Regions from separate parts of the Zea mays genome. Here region 1 is linked to region 2. A link is a contact called in public Hi-C data. All regions are on one chromosome and are shown on one strand. Each heading gives the region's core, a stretch centred on a gene start, on an enhancer-like site or on the middle of the called end of the contact. The rest is flanking DNA. Distances are from core to core; before and after follow the strand shown.

Region 1 (2,773 bases), core at 127-2,626, 450 kb before region 2:
GAGCAAATGCATGCGTCGCCGGTCGAGTAGCTCTCTAGTTGTGTCCCGGGACTCCGTGGACCACGGAAACGTCTCAACTCCCAACCAGAGCGGAATGCGTTCTTGGTCCCCCCTCTCTCTCCCTGCTCGCTTCTGTGAAAGCGAAGGAACAGGCAGGGTTCCGCCATTCGTCTGGACTAGCTGCCTCATTTCGTTTTTTTTTTTGCTTTAATTGCTTATTCTGTCAGTGCTGCAACATGGGCACAAGTGCCGAGAACGCGATCTCATGCTTTGTTCATTTTTTTCATCTTTTGATTGAGGCGTAGCGTTGTACAGCAATGCCTCCTTCCTGAAGTATCCATGCTTCAGAGAAAAATATCAGTTTCGGCTAGAACAGTACGGACCCGCTTAGGGTTTGAGGTTTATCCTATGTAATTACCCTCTTACCTTTGTATAATTGGACAGACACAGCTAACTCATGCTATTAATACAACATTTAATCCTGATAGTATTATTGTTTCCTACATGGTATAAGTAGGTTTTCCTTTCTCCTTCCCTCCCTAATCCGTAGCCGCCGCTGCACAACCGCATCCGCCGCACGCCCCCACTTTCTTTCCTGTCGTGGACGCCCCAGCCGCGGCCTCTCCTCCCTAAGTAGCGGCCGTCTCCTTACCCTGCGCCCCCCTCCTCTCCCCTGTAGCTGCGGCCGCCACCACCACCGAGGTGACTGTTGACAACCCTAGCTAGAAATACCCTGAGCACTAGTTAGGTTTTCCTTTGTTATCTGCGTCGTCGATGTACTCTTCTTTATCCCGAGCACCGATGTGCACCTGTGATCGGGAGAGCATGTCTCCGGAACCTGTTGCCTTCGAGATTCTGTACCAGGAGAAGAAAAATAAGTTTTTTGAGAAGCGTATTCACGCGACTACTCATGTTTTTCTCGCCATCGACCACGTTGACCCTGCTAGCTTCCACGTTGTCAATCAGTATGTTCGATCGGTACTCATCATCTGATTTAATCTTATAATTCAGTTTATCTATTATGATATAAGTGTGTTGCATTCTTATAATTAGCATGTTAGGTTACATATTAGGTAACAGACACCGAGATTATCTCTGTACAGCAGTGTTGCCTTCTTATTAGATCATTTCCGCTGAAAGGCCGAAACGCGCGAGCCTGGCAAAACTTTTTCTAGAAAAAAAAAATCGCAAACAATTTTTTTCCGAACAAACGCTACACCAGTGACCGCCGTCCGTCGTCGTTGCTTGGCTCTCCCTTTACTTCGGCTCCAACGCCAATGCACAACCGTCCCTCTTCGCCATGTCCCAGTTTTGACGCTGCCTATAGCGCAGTATAAAAATTCGTCTCGATGCTCTTGCTCGGTACTCCAATTCACACCAAAACATAGAGTGTCGACTTTTCTATTGGTGTGATTGGGGGCACTAAATACCTACCACATTGCACTCAGACTACATATACTGTGTTTGTGTGTTGTATGCCGTATGCGTGTGTGAGCTTGCGCAAATTGGACATCTAGGCCGTGCGTACCCTGCGATGAAAGGCGCCGTCATCGGCGCATCGACCGTCCTGGTCGTGGCGGTGGTGGCCACCATCTGCGTCGTTTCCTTCAAAGGCAGCGGCGATGGCGGGAGGGCCGAGGAGGGCGAGATGTCCACGTCGGTGAAGTCCATCAAGTCCTTCTGCCAGCCCGTGGACTACAGGGAGACGTGCGAGAAGGCGCTGGAGGCGGCGGCCGGGAACGCCACCAGCCCCACGGAGCTGGCCAAGGCCATCTTCAAGGTGACGTCCGACCGGATCGCGAAGGCCGTGCGCGAGTCCGCCCTGCTCAACGAGCTCAAGCACGACCGGCGCACGTCGGGCGCGCTCCACAACTGCGGAGAGCTGCTGGACTACGCCATCGACGACCTCCGGACGACGTTCGACAGGCTCGGCGGCTTCGAGATGACCAACTTCAAGAGCGCCGTGGACGACCTCCGGACGTGGCTGAGCTCCGCGCTCACGTACCAGGAGACGTGCCTGGACGGGTTCGAGAACACCACGACGCCCGCCGCGGGCAAGATGCGCAAGGCGCTCAACAGCTCGCAGGAGCTGACGGAGAACATCCTGGCGCTCGTGGACGAGTTCTCCGAGACGCTCGCCAATCTTGGCCTGCCGAGCTTCCACCGCCGGCTCCTCGCGGAGCACGCCCGCGGCGCGCCCTCGTGGATGCCCGACGCCAAGCGCCGGCTGCTGCTGGTCTCCCCCGGCGAGAAGGGCTTCAGGCCCGACGTGACGGTGGCCAAGGACGGCAGCGGCGACTTCAGGACCATCAACGCGGCGCTGGCCAAGGTGCCGCTGAAGAGCGCCACCACGTACGTCATGTACGTGAAGGCCGGCAAGTACAGGGAGTACGTGTCCGTGGCCCGGAACGTGACGAACCTGGTGATGGTCGGCGACGGCGCCACCAAGACGGTGATCACGGGCCACAAGAGCTTCATGATGAACATCACCACCAAGGACACGGCCACGATGGAGGCGATCGGGAACGGGTTCCTGATGCGCGGGATCGGCGTGAAGAACACGGCGGGAGCCAAGAACCACCAGGCGGTGGCGCTGCGGGTGCAGAGCGACATGTCGGCGTTCTACGAGTGCCGGTTCGACGGGTACCAGGACACGCTGTACACGCACACGAGCCGCCAGTACTACCGCGACTGCGTCATCACGGGCACCATCGACTTCATCTTCGGCAACGCGCAGGTGGTGTTCCAGAACTGCCTCATCCAGGTGCGCAAG
Region 2 (2,743 bases), core at 214-2,713:
TTTTCACTTGGGAAATTTGAAATCCCTTGGAAAAACAGTGTTCCCAAACTAGCCCTTAGGGTTAGGCTAGGGCTCTCTTGTATTTACCTGTTTACCCCCAGTGTAATGGGCTTGGCCCGCCGCTCTCTATAATATACACCCAACCCTGGATCAGGGTTACGGTTTCACACTTTCCAACTGATGACACCCTTAGAAGCTACTATAGGGTATCACAACTACGGATGTCAACGGATATATACCCAACAGGTATTATCATTCCAACTCGTACCTATAAAAAATCTACCCATCGAGTTACCACATATTCGGTCACGGGTATAGAATCTTACCTATATCCGTAACTGGACAGGTAATTTTACACATCGGGTAACCCATACCCGCTGGAAAAATATCAAATTCTAATATGTCAATCTCTCAAAATTTCAAACAAACACACAAAAATAAATTCAACTTCAAGTATAAAAAACATAAGATTATTGATAGTTAAACAAATGATAGCCGGAGAAATATTTTCTTTTAGCTAAGATAGAACTTATTAGATAGTAATAGTGGTATGATGTGGGTATATTTTACCCATGAGTAAACGAGTATTGGTAGTATTTGTACCCTTCTACCCGTCAGGTAGAGATTCTTACCCATTAACATATCCATAGGTAAAGAAATCATCTCATACCCGCCTTCATATCGGGTAAAACCCATCAGGTGGTGTCGATTGCTATCTCTAATCACAATCAATAATACCACCACCACGGATTCTAAACTAGCATCTGAAGCATTAGATTGGACGTCTAAAATAAAAACTAAGAAACTAAGGGCCTATTTGGTTCGCTGCCTAACTTGCCATAGTCTGTCTAACTTTTCTATCTAGGGTTAGTTCTTCAATTTTACCGACTAACTTAGGCAAGTTGTGGAACAACCAAACGGGTCATAAGACTATCTCCAGCAGTTTATCCATACTCATACCCATATTCAAACTTCATTCTGCGAACAGTGCAGTCTATAATACAAAACAATGTTTTGGATAGACAAGAGTCTAGAGCTTAAACATAGAATTTCTTATTTCTACTAACGGGATGGAAACCGATAGTACATGTGTCGACGGCCGGCGGGCTACTGACGCAGCGGATGACGATGGAGACTCTCCCCGCGGGTCGGCGCTGGCTGGTCATCGATGCCCTGGAAGCGAGTCACAGTTAGACGTATCCATCGGAAAACACACAAAAATCGCATACTGCGACGGGTACAAGGGAGGAGTCAGCTACTTGAGACAGAACGGAGACGAAGAAACAAAGGAGGAGGATGCGGTGATTGCAGGGGCACCGGCAGGGGCTGCTGCCATCGCGACGGCTCTAGGGAAGCAGAGACGGAGGCGGCGGAGGATGGCTAGGGACGTAAGGTGTTGAGTGACTGAAGGAACTTCGCTGGCTGACGGAGGGAGTAGGGTGTAGGGAACGATGTGAGTTTTTACGCGGGCCGTGGGCTACCCTGATGTCTTTTGACTGACGGCAGTTCCTTCATCCGTGGACCTTATGGGCCACACTCCGAGTCGTCGTGTGAGCTTTTCACAAGCCCGGCAACCATGCAGTGGTTGCCCCGTGCAAGTATTGCCAATCATTATTATTCGTTTATTTTCATCTCTCACGACAATTGAAGTGGCGATATTTATTTTAAAAAAAAAGCGTGATTATATCCTTTTCTGATCTTGTAATTGTGATTTTACCCTCGTTTTCAACTTTGTGATTTTACTCATTTATTTTGAAAACGAAGCTATCGTTTGGTCCTCCCTCTTAACACCGTTAGTGAAAAATCAGAATTAGTGATTAAAAAAATAAGAGGTAAAATCATAATTGCATGGTGGGAGAAGGGTAAAATCTCAATTAACCCTAAAAATGTCGAAATTTTCAGGGTTAATTGTGATTGTACCCTTCTCTCACCTTTCAATTGTGAGTTTACCCCTCATTTTTATGTTTTAATCACTAATTATGATTTTCGCTAACGACGTTAAGGGAGAGAGTTAAACGGCAGCTTCACTTTCAGAACAAAGGGATTGTAGGATCTAGGACACCGGCTATAGTTGGATGAATAGACGGTTTTTCAACTAAAAACAAGGACACTAGAGAAATTTAATAAAAACAACAAGAAATATAATTTTCTAGCTTTGATAGACTAACAAAATATGATGAGCAATTTTTATCAATACTACAAATGATAGATCACTAACTACTTGCAAGTAATGAGTAAAGAGTGAGAGAATGACACCGAAATTTATCTCGTGGTATCGGTGATTTGCCGATCATCCCTAATCCACGTTGAGGTGGAATTCAAGCTCTCGCTTGCTCCTCTATCAAGACACGATTTGATCTTTCAGCCAAGTGGTCAAGAACTCGCTCAATACCTCGATTCCACTAGTGTTACCTTTGCCGCTCCGACAAGGTGGGCGCGAACCCCTCACAACCAACACTGTGACTTCTCCACAATCTGCGCGGAGAGCTCGACGGAGACAACATCCGAGCCGTCTAGGAGGCGGCAACCTCTAAGAGTAACAAGTCGATGATGCTTGCCCGGTGTACCACCTAGTGCCTCAAAAGATCACAATGGATGCAAATGCACTAGAACCTCTCAATCACTCACTAGAATGCAATCTCAAGCAACGAGTGTGAGAGTTTGAGTTAGGTGATCACAAATGAGCTCAATGTGTGCTAGAAATGGCCAATAGAGCCCTCACACACAAGCTCCCCTTCTATTT

The links. Hi-C and Micro-C count contacts between places; a contact is called where the count stands out from the background.
Region 1: a Hi-C map of leaf shows a contact between it and region 2, with 9 times the contacts expected there. The contact joins the promoter of LOC107648854 here to the promoter of LOC100283445 in region 2. A contact is called at or near these places in 7 of 25 Hi-C or Micro-C datasets (ear, endosperm, leaf and 2 more).

Annotation. Positions count from the first base shown.
Region 1 is chr1:47,134,831-47,137,603 of Zm-B73-REFERENCE-NAM-5.0, reverse strand. It overlaps LOC107648854 (putative pectinesterase/pectinesterase inhibitor 58), which reads left to right and starts at 1,376. Exons shown (of 1, transcript NM_001323628.1): 1 at 1,376-2,773. The coding sequence starts at 1,535.
Region 2 is chr1:46,684,937-46,687,679 of Zm-B73-REFERENCE-NAM-5.0, reverse strand. It overlaps LOC100283445 (transaminase/ transferase, transferring nitrogenous groups), which reads right to left and starts at 1,463. Exons shown (of 10, transcript NM_001156346.3): 1 at 1,260-1,463; 2 at 1,088-1,173. The coding sequence starts at 1,336.